Regions from separate parts of the Mus musculus genome. Here regions 2, 3, 4 and 5 are each linked to region 1. A link is a contact called in public HiChIP or PLAC-seq data. All regions are on one chromosome and are shown on one strand. The core of a region is the stretch at or near the end of the contact, and the rest is flanking DNA. Distances in the headings are between cores, read along the strand shown.

Region 1 (2,903 bases), core at 161-2,660:
AAAAGCAATTTAAAAGGAAAGGGGTTTATTTTTGCTCGCCGTGGGATAGAGTCCATTATAGTAGGGGAGGTCATGGCAGCAGAAAGGCAAGTGGAGCCAGACTGTAAACCTCAGGGTCCACCCCAAGTGATGCACTTTTTAACGAGACTCCCACATCTGAAAGATTCTGCAACCTCTCTCTACAGTGGCAGCAGCTGGGAATGAAGTATTTAAACACATGAGCCTATGGCAGGCATTTCATATTCAAAACATAAACTCCATCATCACATATGTACCCAGAGACACTGTGACACTGATGTGCACAAAGGTCCTGTCAGGCCTGAGCATGGCTTGGCTCAATGCAGAGTACTGCAACACACTCATGTCTATAACCTCCCTGATGCCCACAATTCCCCTAGCTGAGGAATGGTATCCACGCTCTGCCAGTGGTCCCTCCCTGGAGTTAGCCTCTACTGGGCTGTGTCCCTAGGACCTGGTTGTGCATGTGGACCATTGCTGGGCAGGTGGATGGACAGCTGAACTCACAAGCCCCCAACTGCAGCTGTTGAGACCACCTGTCCCAGTCAATTAAGCTGGCAGGCTGGGGGCAGGGCCTCCTGAGCCTGGATGGCCTGTGATCCTTTCCTTATGGACTCTGCTCTCTGCTCTGGCCTGTCCTTTTCCTGCATACCTGGAGCTAGTGTGTCTACCCAGTCTGGGAAGGGTGGTGGCAGGCAAGATAGGGCTGGGGGTTACATGGTCATTGTGGCAGGAGGAAACTCCCCTGGTCTCTGTCCAGGGCACCCTGTATGCAAGGCTACCACCCAGGAGTGACGAGGATGGGATCTTTCTGGGATGTGGATGTGGGTGAAGCCTAGGGTGTGGGGGAGTAGAGTCATGGCTGTGGTCTTGGAGGCTTGTAAGACATTGGTCTAGAGTTCTCGGTCCCCTGCCCACTGAACAGGCTTGTTTCCTGGCACCTGTCTCAGGCAAGCTTTTCTGTCTCTGTCACCGTGGGGGGAGGTGGAAGCATGATTCATTCCCATTTCAGGAGTAGGAAAACAGATACATCTAAGCCAATTTTGGCCTAGGTGGTGTGAGTCCAGCCTTGTCTCTGGCTGCATGCTCCCCACTTAATACAGCAGTGTAAGCCAGCCTGCTATGATCTGCTCTAGCAGTCATCCAGGACCTGACTCCCTCCCCTGCTCTGGCATAGCTGGGCTAGATAGGTTTAGGTTAAGGTTAGTGTCCTTGCCAGCCCCTGGGGTATTGGGCTGCTGTGGGCCCCTTCTGTCTCAGCTAGCTGTTCCTGCTTGTCCGTCCAGAGGCCGGAGGAATAAAGTTTGGGCAACTATTAGTCCAGCCCCTTCAGGCCTCCCAGGACCTCCCCACTTACCCAGCTCTTCCGGGTCTGGTTTGACTTAAGCCTGTCTTGGTGGAGCGGCAGCTGAGCGGATGTGGGGGGTGGCCCAGGCTCTCAGGAATGTGACCCTCCCCCTCTCTCCCAGCTAGCAGTCTCTTGGCCCAGAGACACAGGCCCCACCCTGGCTGGCCCCTCGCCCAGCTCCTGACAGAGCTAGCCTATGGCAGGGTGCTGGTTTTTGCTGCCCTTGCTGCCCCCAGGTCTGCTCTGCCCCCTTACTGTGGGGTACAAAGGAGGCCAAGCTCACTCCAGCCTTGTACCCAGAAGTAGAGAGGTAGGCCAGATGGGTTAGAAGCTGGAGGTAGCTGTGCCTTAGCTGCACAGTGGGTAGAAGCAAGCTGCAGGTCCTGTGCCAGGAGACTGTGCCTGGGCCCAGCTGAGCTAGGCAGACGCGCCCCATGAGTCCCATCTTGAAAGCCCCCATGGGTCTCTCTGTTAATTAAATACATTTGTTTGGTAAAAGCAACTAAAAATACTTGCAGCACCAAGGCTGCAGGAGAGGATCAGGCTAATTAGCGCCTGGCTTGTTTGGGATCTGAACTATATTTCCGTGCTGATGAGGTCCCCTTCTCCCTGCCACTTTCTTGCTGGGGTATCCCTCATCCCAAGACACCAAGGCCAGCCTTGGCCTCTCTGTGTGTGAGCCCCTGGTCTTGTTCCTCGACTATACCGATCACAAGGTCTCCTCCTGCCCTCTTACCTCAAACTTGCTTTCTTTCACAAGCCTCATGGTGGCCCATGAAAGAGGTTCCTGCCTGCCAGGTTCCCTGCAGCTTGATGGTAGGCACTGGAGCCCACGTGTACCCTACCACTGAGTTTTGGTGTCTGGATTGGTAAAGGAACCAAGGCACACCCACCTGTCCAGTATGTCTTGTCCTATCTCTGTCTTTGGGATGACTTGGGTCAGGGACAGTGAACTGGGTCAGCCTTGACTCATTCTGAATCAGCCTGGTTCTTTGGTGGAAAGGTGCTTGTTAGAGGGCTTGGACCCTTTGCATCGGGTAAGGTGGGTCTAGGATAGTGTGTCGTGGACCTGCCTCATTGAGCACCCTTTGCTACTACAGATTCTGGTGGACCTTGCAAACCCCAGCGGCAGGCCGGCCCTGGCTTATGAAAGTGTGGTGGCTCAGGAGGGCAACCCTATCCTGCGTGACCTGGTCCTCAGCCCCAACCGCCAGTACCTCTATGCTATGACGGAGAAGCAGGTGGGTGCTGCTGGCTGATTGGCATGAGCTTTTAGGGTGACTGGGGTGGGATCCCCAGTCAGAGATCCCAGTCAAAGGAACCTGAGGAATGGCTTGCCTGGAGTCAAGAGGCTGCTTTCCCCCATGGAGGTGTCCTGTTGGCTCTAATACCTGACATGACACTCTACAGACAGATGAGTGGGCCTGCTAAGAGGTGTGGTTATGAGGGTTCCATGTTATCCATGTAGCCTCAGACTCCCCAGGGCCTCATGGAAGGCCCTCGTTCTCTCCCTGTGACCTCTAGCCCTGGAAGTTGG
Region 2 (2,903 bases), core at 295-2,794, 390 kb after region 1:
TCAGAGGCTTTTCAGACCTGCAGATTCCCAGGTGGGAAGCTAACCACAGGCCCAGGGAAACCCTGGCATGCAAGTCCTAGTTCCCCTCCCAAGGCCACAGCAGATATTGCTAATATGCAGACATGTCTCAGGTCATTTGGAAACAGCACACAGGAGAAGGGGCAAGAGCCTGAAGATGGCAACTGTAATAGCATGGATCTCAGGCGCTTGCATGCCACAGGGGCCAGCCCCTTAACCCCCTCACCCTAAACTAATTGTGTCTCCTTCAAACTTCACATTCACAACATATCCTCACCTCATACTATATTTGGAGATAAAACCTATCAGGAATAAATTTCAGTTAAATGAGGTCATGAATTTGAGCGGGGATCTGATCCAACAGAATTAGTGTCTTCATAGAGACACACTCCCTCTCTTCAAGTATGCCCAAAGAAGAAATCGCACAACACACAACAAGAAGTTAGGAAGCCCTGGCTGTTCTGCCCTGACCCCAAATGCATAGCCTACAGAACAGAGAGAATGAGTCCATCTAAGGTGTCAATTTGTGGCAGCTGGTGCCAGCTATGACCCTCACATAACAGCTCTGCTTGAATCTCCGCTTTACAGAAGAGGACACAGGCTCAGGCAAGTGATGCCTGTGAGTACATCTGTAAGGGTGGAGTGAGGACAGACCAGGTCATCCCTCCACCGCCCACACTGCACACTGCATGGCTAAGTATGCATGGTTGTTCACGCCAGACCTGTCTTTTGTGGAGTCCAACAGTAATGCCAACTGTGCTTCGGATACTGCTGCTACTTAACAGCATTAACTAAGACTCAGTGTACTATTGGACAAGCCCCATTAGCTTTACACATGGATTCCTTGCTGGCCCCTCCACTGAGTCAGTCCCACTTGAAGCCTCCTGCACAACTTCAGATGGACTCTGAGTGAGACCACAATCCACTGAGGCTGGTCAAAGGCTGGACAGGACGTACCAAGCACTCTTGTCCACAGCCCATCTGTACTTCTCTAGTGGCTCCAAGACCCCAGCAGGAGTGTCCCCACAGGAAGGCAGCAGCCATCTGGCTACATGCCACAGCACATCGGTTGCCAAAGCCCATGTTGAAGAAGACCCATGTACACCCAGATCCAAGGGAGGGGAGGGCATTGGTCAGTTTTCTTCATCATTGTGGCAAAATACTTGACAGAAGCAACCTGGGAAGGAAGGTTTCTGCTGGCTCACAGGCTGAGACAGTACAGTCCTTCCTGGTGGGGAAGTCTTGTCAAAGTTCATGGTGCCCAGAGCAGGTCACGGATCGCATCACAGCAGGAAGTGGGAAGCAGAGAGTACTGAGTTAAGCACTGGAGCCAGGTCTCAAGGCCCATCCTCTCCCACCAACCCACTTTGCCAGCCACGCCCCACCTGCCAAAGGCTTTACAGCCTGTAGAGGGGGGCCACTTGCTGAAGGCTGAGTGTCCAAACACACGCCTGAAGGACACCTCTGACTCAAACAGTATCAGGAAGTTGAACCACACCTCTGTGAGGCAAGGGTGTTGTGGTCATGCGCCAGAGGACCCCATGGGAAAAAGGTATGATTAAGGCCATCTTGGGAAAGTACAGGCCACATACAGTGCTAAAACCAGATCTGACCTGCTAACGGAAATGACAAAGAAATTTCACTGTGACTTGTTTCTATTTGTGTTCCCATTAATCACCTGTCTGTTGTCATTAAGTTGTCATGCCTGCGTTACTGGCAATAATAACCTGGGGTTTGATCACATCTCACAAGGTGGTTTGCATGGGCTCAGCTTCTTCATGGGGATGAGGAGAGGGCTGACACAGCTGATATAAAACGAGCAAAACTAAGACTTCTCAACCAGCTGCCAGGGAGACCCCGAGGAGTTTCTTGAAGTCCCAGGACCAGTGTCTGCCAGAACAGCTAAAGTAGAAGGTCCCAGCGTTGAACTGTATATGACTGGAAACCCCAGAAGATGTCTTCAAGTCCCCGGAGACCTCCAGGGCTAGTGCTGACATTCTCTCTCAGAGGCATCTGCACATTGTCTCCACCTCAGGTCATGTGTCTGTGACACTGCACTATTCTCACCTGAGGGAGTGACCCTCTGCATTCCCCCACATGCCACTGAGACAAGGTGTTATACTCATGAGTGCACACCCTCCCCGCCCCAGAAGTCTCCAGCTTCTATAGGGAGTTAGTGAAACCTCTAGGAGGTAGATGGGAAGAATCAGAGCATTGGAAGTGTGTCTTGAAGGCCATATTGGGAGCCAAGTCATTTCCTGTGTCTCTTAGCTTCTCGGCCACCATGATATGACCAGTTCTGCTCCATCATGTGCTTCCACCATGATGTTAGGGCCTCAGAAACCTCTGAATGTGCGAATCAAACAAGCCATTCCCCCTGTTATTTTTTCACAGCAGTAGAAAGCTAACTAACACACAGGGTTACAGGGTAAAACAAAGTTCATTAAAAGTTCAAACAGGTAACAAAGGTCATTATATCACCCCCAACTGGATGTGACTTATGTGGCAGGGGTGGTGGTTAAGCTACCATTCTCACCACAAGGCATCTCATGACTGGTGCTATTCTCTTCCTCTGGAAGTGAGACCAAGGGAGATGTTCTTTCACATCCTTCTCTATGACCTCTCTCACTGCTGAGGCTAAACGACTGCCAAGTCCTCCTTACTAACAGTCAACGGGTCTTGTCTTCCACCTCAGTGTTTTATGCTAAGATTATCCCACCTAGGGATACCCAAACCTGTCACTTTCCAGACAAAAGAATCATTGGCTCTCACAGGAAGGTGAGTTCCATAGACAGAAGAGCTCTTAAGCTTACCCCACTGCCCACTATAGAAGGCATGCATGTGTACAAGTTGAAAAGACATCTCTTACACTCGGTGCTAGACAA
Region 3 (2,903 bases), core at 246-2,745, 360 kb after region 1:
GAATCAGAAAGGAAAGATCCTGAGATAGAAGCCAAGGTTGGAACCACAAGCCTGAAGCCAGGCAGTCTATGGACACTGACCAAGCAGGCTTCTGTATAGAAAGTCCCTCAGTTGACAGCTTGATTGGGTCTCTGTGCCCACTTCAGCCCTGGCCTCTCTGGATTTGAGGTGATCTGTCACAGCAGGGGTCTGAAGCTAATGTAACTTGCCTGCCTACCCACACTCACCCATCAAACTTCTGTCCCCCATGGCAAGTCTCCTTCCTCGACTGCCCTAGGACCTTCCCAAAGCCCAGGCTGGCCATGTTCTCACCACCTTATAAGCAAGGATTCCACTCACCCAGAGCCCCTCACTGAGATTCCGGTCCCTACGGTCTGATGTCTGCTACCCTCTCTGCCCTCTGGTCTAATGAGGTCTTTCCAATGTAAAAGACGTGATCCCAGACCTCACGAACATGAGTGAAACTAAGGAGATACACTGTGCCAGGAAATCCTTGGGCTTCAGGGTGGGTTTAGGAACGCATCCAAGACTCGTTTGCCACTTTTCTCTCTGTGGTAGCTTTGTTCCCAGGAGGGCACACTCGAGCTTCAGGCTTGGGATAGCCCAGTTTTCTCACTCCTGCCAAAGAGGTTTCCAGGTAGCTCATAAAGGACACGAGCTATTGGTAACTTGCCTGTCCACCCACACTCATCCATCAAACTTCTGTCCCCCACGGCAAGTCTCCTTCCTCGACTACCCTAGAACCTTCCCAAAGCCCAGGCTGGCCATGTTCTCACCACCTTATAAGCAAGGATTCCACTCACCCAGAGCCAATAGGCCTGTGCCCAATTCTCAACCAACCACAACAGCCGGAGTGGTGTGAGCCTCTCCTGGGCTGAGACCAGGTTGTGCACCCGTTCACACACTTAGTGGGTAGTGCCAACCACAGAAAACCCGCTCAGCTGTGGAAAGAGCGTGGATACGGTGTGGGCAGAGATGACATGCAGTATACCTGAACCTCAGCCTGCCCCACGCTCCTCTAACAGACTTCCAAAACTCACTCCTTCCCTCTGTCAGCCTTTGCCTCAAGTGCCTTCTGTCCTGGCTGCCCCAGAGCTTCCCCAGAAAGCCTCCTGAAGCCCAGATCTTTCTGACAGCTACCTCCTCTCGACTCCCACAGCTGGTGCCTCTCACAGCACCCACCACACACAGCAGGGCATGTGTGAGCAGGTGACTGGCTCATGCTGGGCACCTCTTAGCCCTGTGGCCAGTGGGACGGCCACCAATACTGAGAACTGCTGCACACCAGGCTGCACCCCAGTGCCTGAGGACTTTGTGCCTACACAGCGGACACTGTTCACCCCTCCAGTCAGTGCTCAGCTAAGGAAGTGTGGTTCAGATGGCATGTACTCGGGCTGCAAAGGGCTGCAGAGCCGGGCTTTCAGCCTTGTCTAATCCAGAGAACTGGAGAGGCAGGAAATGAGTCTGCACATCCCTGGGTTGCCTGTAGCATGGAATGCTACACTCCCATCGTGACCACAGGTCCCAGTCCCAGGCTCCTGTCTGCAGGGTGTTGACTCTGAGCCATGCTACAAGGTTAATATTTCCAGGACTTGCTTTCCCCCATGGGATAGCATGCAGGTTAGCAATAATGCTTCCCAGCTGGGCATAGTGGCACATGCCTTTGGTCCCAGCATTTGTCTCTGTGAGTTCAAGACCAGCCTGATCTACAAAGTGAGTTCCAGGACAGCCAGAGCTACACAGAAAAACTCTGTCTTGGAAAATAAATAAACAAACAAAATAAAACAAACAAACAAAACAAAACAATAATAATGCCTTCCTCTGACAATTGAAATAAAAATAAATAAATAAAATCCTTCCAGCACTTAGTGCAGTGCCCACCTAAACCCAGAGGTAGAGAAGGCACCACTCTGGCCAACTGAAGATAATGGTTCCTGAAGCTTCCTTTCCCGAGCTAGTGAGGTCAGAGGGCACCTATCCCTCATGCTCAGAGCCAAGGGGAAAGGTGGGGGCGGGTGGGGAGGGGATGAGGATGGGGCTCAGTCTCAGTTCTGTTTAAACTCCATCCCAACCTCAAGCTGCAGACTTCTGATACCTGCTTTCTCTCAGGAAGAACATGCCCCCAAGAGCAGGAGAAAGCAGCTCAGCACCCCCTGGTTGCCGTGGAAACCATTGAGTGTAAATTTCATTTTCTGCCTTGCCCAGCTAAGCTATTGATTCAGAAAGAGGGAGAGAAATTGGGAGATGTTTCCCTCCCAAAGTGAAGCAGAAAGCAAAATCTGGGACATGCAGAGCAGGGGTCGAAAGCAAGCTAGAGAAAGACAGAAGTGGGCTGGACTGTGCGGAGGGTAGGGTGGACTGGAGGATCTCTTCATCCTCATCTTGCTGGCACAGGTGAGAGCCACTGTTACTTCAGCCCAACTCCAGGACAGGCTCCAGAGGGGGCTTGGCCCAGGTCTGTGCAGTGACTCCTTCCAGCTGTTTGATGCGGAGCTAGTGGGCAAAGCCTTCTCGACTTGTTTCCTAGTGTTCCTCTGCAAAAGCAGAAGACAGGTGGTTTGTCTTAGGGACATCACTCCTCTGTCTCCTGTCCTCTCTACAACGTTCTTTTTCTCCACTCTGTACTTAAATTCCCTGCAGTCATTGGTGCCTTCAGCACCCACTGGGTCAAAAGCTGTCCCCAGAAGCTGCAATGGAAAACCTCAGGTCATCCATACGGAAGAGGAAGACCTACCAGGAGAGACACGAAGCAGGTGAGGTTTTAAATTCATCGTTATGTGTATGAGTGTTTCGCCTACATGTATGTATGTGTACCTGGTGCCACAGAGGCCAGAAGAGAGTGTCAGGTCCTGTGGCACTCACAGGGTTACACAGGGTTGTGAGCTGCCCTGTGAGTGCTGGGA
Region 4 (2,903 bases), core at 223-2,722, 340 kb after region 1:
ACAGAGAATCCATTGTCCATGTGCATGTTTCGGTAAAATGGGGCTCAGAGGAGGCGAAGGAAGGACTTGGAGCTCAGTGAGCAGGCACACTCCACCAGGGCCAGCTGTGGCCTGTGGAGCCTCCAGGCTGGGTTTTCTAGGCAGCATGGAGCTGGATCCTCCAGGGGGTGAGGGAGGTTGGGTAGCACCCAGGTTACAAAGTGCAAACATCCTTGGTGGGAGAGGTCAGGAAGAGAGAGCAAGCACCCCACCAGAGTTCTCCCTGCTGCTGAGCCAGGAGGCTGCTAGATCTGCCTAACCCTGCAGCACAAAGTTAATTTTGGGTCTCCACAGTAAACAGGCTTCCTAAAGCCATGGTTAAAGGGCTCTGGCCGTGCAGAGCTAACTGGCATCAGGACCCTCCAGCTCACATCTGGTTCCATTGTGATTCCCATATCCAGGAAAGATGTAGGAAGAAGCACTCAGGAGCTGCTGAAGAAACTGGCCCCCTGATGCCAGAAACCTTGTTGGCAGCTTCCTCCTCCTCTCCTTTTCCCTCTCCCTCTTGCGGCTGTCTAATAAGGTCAGCTCAAGGCTTGGTGAAGGTAGATGGCAGGCAGTATTTTTCAGTCCTGATGGATTCTGGTGCTCCTGAGCCAAGTGTAAAGCTGGTTCCTCACAGGGTCCAGCCTCCAGGCCAGATGATAACCCGAGACCAGAGGCAACAGCCAAGTCTATCTGAAAGCATCTCTCCCAGGTCCCCGATGCAGCAACTGAAATTAAGACTGACACCAGGGCTGGGACCTCAAACATGGCAGGACCCTTCTCTGGAAGAGTTCAAAGTAGAAGTCCCACGCACACAACTAAAGACAACTCCAATCTGGTATGCATACGGTCTACAGTGAAGGCGAGGGAGGACTTCCTCGAGGCAACAGAGCCCCCACTGCCTCCCGAGGGAGGCCTAGTCGCCATCCAGAGCGTGAGAAACCGGGGACAATGACTCCCTCTCCTGCAAAAGAAACCCTCCTGGTCAGAGAGAACAGTAGGATGTATCAGGGAACTTTCGCCACCTAAGGAACTAGCCCGAGTCTCAGCAACTTTTGTTTGTTTGTTTGTTTGTTCTTTTGAGACAGGGCTTCTCTGGGTAACAGCCCTGGCTGCCTGAAACTAGCTTTGTAAACCAAGCTAGCCTCAAACTCACAGAGGTTGCCTGCCTCTGCCTCCCAAGTGCTGGGATGAAGGCATGAGCCACCTTGCCTGGCTTTAGCAACTTAAATCAGCACAATTCCTTGTTTTCCCTTGTTCTGTGAGTTGTCAGGTCATTCTTCTAGCTTCCTGTAGTTCGGCTGGTTCCTCTGCTGAGCCGAGGGTTCACACCCACACTATTCGCCCTGACTTCAGGCTAAAATCCCAGGTCAGGCTCCGGGGCTGCACTCTGGTGGGTGGGGACAGCTGGGCGGGGCTTCTCCAGCTTCCGGGCAGGCTGGAGCGGCAGCTGCGGTGCAGTCTCAGTCCCAGTCTCTGCAGCTGTATTGCCTCTGTCAACGGGCCGACGGGAGGATGGGAAGCCCAGGAAGAAAAATAACACACAATTTAATCTCCCCAAATCAACCCATCCTACAAAGGGAAAAATAAAACAGAGTCTCCGCCAAGGCTGACCTTCTGTTTACATTTTCCTTGGCAACTGAGAAATAATTGCGGTTCTGCAGGGCCCTCCCCTCCCCCACCCTGCCTCATCCTATTCAAGCGCGACCAGGGATGACACTGGAATCTTGAACCGCACTAAGTGGTTACTATGGTGTCAGGCTGAAATTGTGAATCCCAGAGGCTGCCACAGCAGGGAGGCGGGGAGCCAGGGCAGAGTCTCAGCCGAGGCTAGTGACTGGGGGGCCTAGCCAGTTAATAGCAGACAAACTGTGCTCGCAAAGAGTAGAGTAGGGGGTTGAAAGATACGGTGGTCAGAGCAGGTGCAGGACCAGACCCAAGTCCCAGTCACACCCCCTGAGCCTTACTCTGTCCGGGCTGCTCTTTCACCCTCCACCCTGTGCCCACCAGGATTGAATCTCTGCCCAGCCCCACAGAAGAAATCCTCAGGATTTCTTTCTTATTTCCCCACAGAAATCCAGAGCCTTGGTGCTCACCCAAGGAACCTGCAGAGGTGCTTTGGGTACCACCCTGCACTTCTCCAGCTCTGCCACAGAGAACTACAAGCCAATCCTGCCGGACTCACACTGATATGTGTCAGTGTAAGATCCCTCCACTGCCACACCCTGGTTCCATTCCCACCTCCAGACAGTGAGTGACCTTAGACCCTACTCTGACCTTGAACCTCTTCTTCTCATGCCTGTGCCTTGGGGGGAAAAATCTTCTAAAGAGCACATCAGATCTTGTCTGTAATCTTCACTGAGAGAGAGCTCTTGAGTGGTCGCGGTGCCTGCCCGGCTCTGACTTCATTTGTTCCACCAACCATATCATTCTAGCTATCCTGGCCTCTGAACTGCTCCCTGCGATGGCCGGCTTGCTCCTGCCCCAGGACCTTTGAACTGGTCATTCGTTGCTACTGTGACTCCTTCCCAAACCACCACTGAGGCCTTAGGGATTGCCTGATCACTGTTGTGGTCTTCATGCTTCAAACAGGACAAGCACAGGGACGAATGAATGAATGAATGAATTAGCCATTTCCTGGTTTCTAATCCCCATCTTCTCTGTCTCTACTATAAGGATCTAGACCATCAGAAGAGGGACTCAGAGGCTCCTAAGAAAGCCCCAGCCTATAAACATGTAGTGTTCCACCCACTCAGTGCTGGACCCATGACTCACAAACTTCCATTCACTAAGACATAACAATGGGAAAAATGAACACAGGGTTCCCAGTCTGTTTTTTGGTTTTTTGCAAGATGTCGTACAAATTCCCCACCTGGGTC
Region 5 (2,903 bases), core at 226-2,725, 280 kb after region 1:
TGGCAGGTTCTTTCCAAAGACAATTGTCTTTGTCTTCCTTTTTTAGGAAGTCCTTTCTATATTTTATGTCCCATCATAAAGCCAGACCAGAGACAAAGCAGGAGTTAATGCTAACCGGGGTCATTCCTTAGCCTCTTCTCCACAGATAACCGAGTCTTTGAGAGGCAGGCAACTACTCCCACCTTCTCCTTCTCTTCACTTCTTCCTTCTCTTTCTCCTTCCCTCCACCCACGTTGATCCTCCTCTTCCCTCTCAGCCCCCCCCCCCCTTGCTGCATTTTGCTCCCAGCAGGGCATAGGGGAAGTTTTGAGTATGTAGAGTTGTCAGACAATCCGCCTCAGCACTAGTGTCACTACCTGGGTCCTTGGGGCAGAGTGAGTGCCTGGTGCTCCTTCACTGCCCTGCACCCAGCGGTACTGGGAGGGGGCTGTCTCTTCTGTTGAGTATGGATTCTGCACTGCCTGGGTGTGTAAATTAAGGAATAATAGAGCAGCAGAAACATAAGCCTTCAATGATGGGGAATGTGTTTGTCTGCTAAGAAGCAATTTCAGCGAAAATTAACTCCATTCCAACGGGAAGAGTGAGGCTTGGCATCAGCCGGCCAATCCCCAAGGACAATGAAATTACTCCGTCAAATCTCTGCTTGCTTAAATTAACCAAGCGAGCACTCCAGGATCCTGGCTAGAGACAGCAAGTAACTAGGTTTTAATGAGCAAAAATAGCTTCTTGGATAAATGAGAAAAATAAGCCACAGCCTACCTCTACCCCACACTTGCAGGGTGTATATCTCAAGGACACTTTGCTCCAGGGCTCTGAGTGGCTATGAGAGAGCCACAAAGTTTCTATGCCAGCCAAGGCTGTGCTGTCAGGTTGAGTCCTTGGCCAATAATGTTCGGTCTACCTGTCTCCACAGACTGTGTCAGAGACACCAGTGTATGAGATAGCAGTATCCTGCACAGCAAAGTCTCTTTTGCATTTATCCTCAAAACCATGGGCTAGCTAAAACCATGGGCTAGCTAAAACCATGGGCTGGCCAAGTGGGTCCTAGAAAGATACTAATGGTCACATTCAACCTGCAGGAGGGGGACCCACACATCTTGAATCAAAGCAGCTGTGATCACCCACATAAAGCTACACACCTCTCTCTCTCTCTCTCTCTCTCTCTCTCTCTCTCTCTCTCTCTCTCTCTCAGATTATAGAAAAGCCAAACAATTCACCAGGTAGAGAATTCTCGAGTTATATAGAGAGTGTGTAGGTAGACTTGGGGTTGTGACTTGAGCTATATGGAGAGTGTGAAGGTTGACTGGAAGTTGGGAATTGTGGGTTATACAGAGAGTGGGGAGGTTGAGTGGGGGTTGGGACTCTTGAGTAGTGCTACTGCCTGTAAGTTTCTCTGGGGACTCCCTAGTGGGACAGCTTTTCATGAGTCACCCATGCGGTGAGTGGAACTCCTCCATGACAGAGATGCGAGTCACCCAGAGGAGTCTCTGGCAGTACAGATGCTTTGAGTCAATGATGCTTCTGGCAGCCAGCACTGACTCACCAAGCTGGACTTTGGTACTCATCCTTCCTTTGCTTTGTTAGAACCTGAGGCACAATGCAAGCTGGAGACACACCGGTCGCCGCTGAAGCTGCTGTCACAGGTCACTGTCTTTCTCAGGGGGGATCTCGGGTCTGCTCCTTGGGCTGTCAGCCAGTTCACCCACAGTAAGCTCCTTTATATAAAGTAGAGCAGCTGCAGATGGTAGTAGTCACACCCGCAGCATGCGCACCACCAAACATCCGTGTGATTGCATAACTGGCAAAAGGTAGGGGAAGGTGAGACCCCATTGACTGATGAGCCTTGCTGTGGGTCTCCTTACTGTCTAACCTCGTATGCTGAAAGTTTGATACCCAAGTATTAGCAGTACGTGTGTGGGGGTGAGGTCCCAGCCCTGACCACACCCACATGGATACACCAGGGTTATCTCCAGGGTTTTAAAAGAATGTTTTCATCTTGTTATTATTGTTTTATGTGTATATGTGTTTTGCCTGTTTGTTTATACAACCACATGTATGCAGTGCCTGTGGAGGCCAGAAGGGGGCATTGGATCCCTTAGAGCTGAAGTTACAGATGACCGTGAGCTGCCATATGGATGCTGGCAACCAAACCCTGATCCTCTACAAAAGCTGTCCGCGCTTTCAACTGCTAAACCCTTTCCAGCCCCTACCTTGGGATTTTACCTTCAGCTTGGGGGAAACTGGCACTAGTGTGTCACTAAGCCATGTGTCCAGGTCTGACGCTTGTCTGAGCTCCTACTGCAGATCTGCCAATGAGGGCACAGGGTTTACCCTTGGCTGCCTCATGGAGAGACTGTGTTTCTTCTTACTTGCCTTTTTTTCTTGTTTTGTACGTGTGCCAGAGACAGAACCCCAGGCTTCAAACATGCCGAGCACACACCCCAGACGCCTGACCAGCACTGGGAGACTAAGGCAGCAAGTAGGTATAAGTGTCTCCATCTGTCTGTCAGTCCTCTGCCTGCTGACACTTCCACCTATCCATCCATCCCCTTCCTTCCAGGAGCACTATGGGCTATCATGAGGACCTCCATGGTGTCACTCCCACCATGCAAAGGTGACAAAGAGGAGCTGCCCGCCCACTCTAGTTCTTTGTTATTCCCCTGGGGAGAAATAATCTAAATGCTGGACATGGTGGCTCTCACCTTTAATCCCACTGTTCAGGAAGCTGAGGCAGGAGGATCACTGTGAGTTTGAGGCCAGCCTGAGCTGCACAGTGGCACTGTTTCATGCTATCCAGGGATACTCAGGAAGATTCTGTGTCAAAAACAGAAGCAGAAAATGAGTAAGATGTGACAGTGGGCCAAGCAGCAGTCAGGGAGAAGTCTCAGAGTCAGGGGATGCAA

The links. HiChIP or PLAC-seq counts read pairs in DNA pulled down with a chosen protein or histone mark.
Region 2: a FOXA1 HiChIP or PLAC-seq map of pancreatic cancer cells shows a contact between it and region 1. The contact joins two enhancer-like sites. A contact is called at or near these places in 1 of 15 datasets of contacts at CTCF or cohesin (the NIH/3T3 cell line), 3 of 484 Hi-C or Micro-C datasets (bone marrow-derived macrophages, embryonic fibroblasts and muscle stem cells), 16 of 115 datasets of contacts at active chromatin or transcription factors (the NIH/3T3 cell line, PVALB interneurons, bone marrow-derived macrophages and 13 more) and 1 of 9 other capture datasets (adipose tissue).
Region 3: an HNF4G HiChIP or PLAC-seq map of pancreatic cancer cells shows a contact between it and region 1. The contact joins two enhancer-like sites. A contact is called at or near these places in 1 of 39 promoter capture datasets (cancer-associated fibroblasts), 3 of 15 datasets of contacts at CTCF or cohesin (the NIH/3T3 cell line, large pre-B cells and pro-B cells), 42 of 484 Hi-C or Micro-C datasets (the AML12 cell line, the C2C12 cell line, the MC3T3-E1 cell line and 27 more), 19 of 115 datasets of contacts at active chromatin or transcription factors (SST interneurons, VIP interneurons, bone marrow-derived macrophages and 14 more) and 4 of 9 other capture datasets (adipose tissue, embryonic stem cells, liver and 1 more).
Region 4: an HNF4G HiChIP or PLAC-seq map of pancreatic cancer cells shows a contact between it and region 1. The contact joins two enhancer-like sites. A contact is called at or near these places in 1 of 484 Hi-C or Micro-C datasets (bone marrow-derived macrophages), 9 of 115 datasets of contacts at active chromatin or transcription factors (bone marrow-derived macrophages, embryonic basal ganglia, embryonic forebrain and 6 more) and 2 of 9 other capture datasets (adipose tissue and embryonic stem cells).
Region 5: a contact with region 1 is called in a FOXA1 HiChIP or PLAC-seq map of pancreatic cancer cells. The contact joins two enhancer-like sites. A contact is called at or near these places in 2 of 15 datasets of contacts at CTCF or cohesin (the NIH/3T3 cell line and large pre-B cells), 3 of 484 Hi-C or Micro-C datasets (bone marrow-derived macrophages and cortical neurons), 7 of 115 datasets of contacts at active chromatin or transcription factors (the NIH/3T3 cell line, embryonic forebrain, embryonic hindbrain and 4 more) and 2 of 9 other capture datasets (adipose tissue and liver).

What each region holds. Positions count from the first base shown.
Region 1 is chr6:89,343,673-89,346,575 of GRCm38.p6, reverse strand. It overlaps Plxna1 (plexin A1), which reads left to right. Exons shown (of 32, transcript NM_008881.2): 4 at 2,467-2,607. Among named protein-coding and RNA genes, the nearest start is that of Gm40415, 16 kb to the left of the region's middle. Within about 2 kb of position 1,410, at least 207 of the 459 cell types and tissues checked have an H3K27ac peak or open chromatin away from gene starts, as enhancers often do. A contact at or near this core is called in the C2C12 cell line, the NIH/3T3 cell line, adipose tissue and 3 more, where this site is marked.
Region 2 is chr6:88,956,657-88,959,559 of GRCm38.p6, reverse strand. No RefSeq gene overlaps it. Among named protein-coding and RNA genes, the nearest start is that of Gm36409, 16 kb to the left of the region's middle. Within about 2 kb of position 1,544, at least 31 of the 459 cell types and tissues checked have an H3K27ac peak or open chromatin away from gene starts, as enhancers often do. A contact at or near this core is called in pancreatic cancer cells, where this site is marked.
Region 3 is chr6:88,983,628-88,986,530 of GRCm38.p6, reverse strand. All of the region lies in intron 1 of Gm36505 (a long non-coding RNA gene), which reads right to left. Among named protein-coding and RNA genes, the nearest start is that of Gm36505, 6.3 kb to the right of the region's middle. Within about 2 kb of position 1,495, at least 22 of the 459 cell types and tissues checked have an H3K27ac peak or open chromatin away from gene starts, as enhancers often do. A contact at or near this core is called in the C2C12 cell line, the NIH/3T3 cell line and pancreatic cancer cells, where this site is marked.
Region 4 is chr6:89,007,585-89,010,487 of GRCm38.p6, reverse strand. No RefSeq gene overlaps it. Among named protein-coding and RNA genes, the nearest start is that of Gm36639, 15 kb to the left of the region's middle. Within about 2 kb of position 1,472, at least 136 of the 459 cell types and tissues checked have an H3K27ac peak or open chromatin away from gene starts, as enhancers often do. A contact at or near this core is called in adipose tissue, embryonic stem cells, neural tube and 1 more, where this site is marked.
Region 5 is chr6:89,067,038-89,069,940 of GRCm38.p6, reverse strand. No RefSeq gene overlaps it. Among named protein-coding and RNA genes, the nearest start is that of 4933427D06Rik, 28 kb to the left of the region's middle. Within about 2 kb of position 1,475, at least 15 of the 459 cell types and tissues checked have an H3K27ac peak or open chromatin away from gene starts, as enhancers often do. A contact at or near this core is called in pancreatic cancer cells, where this site is marked.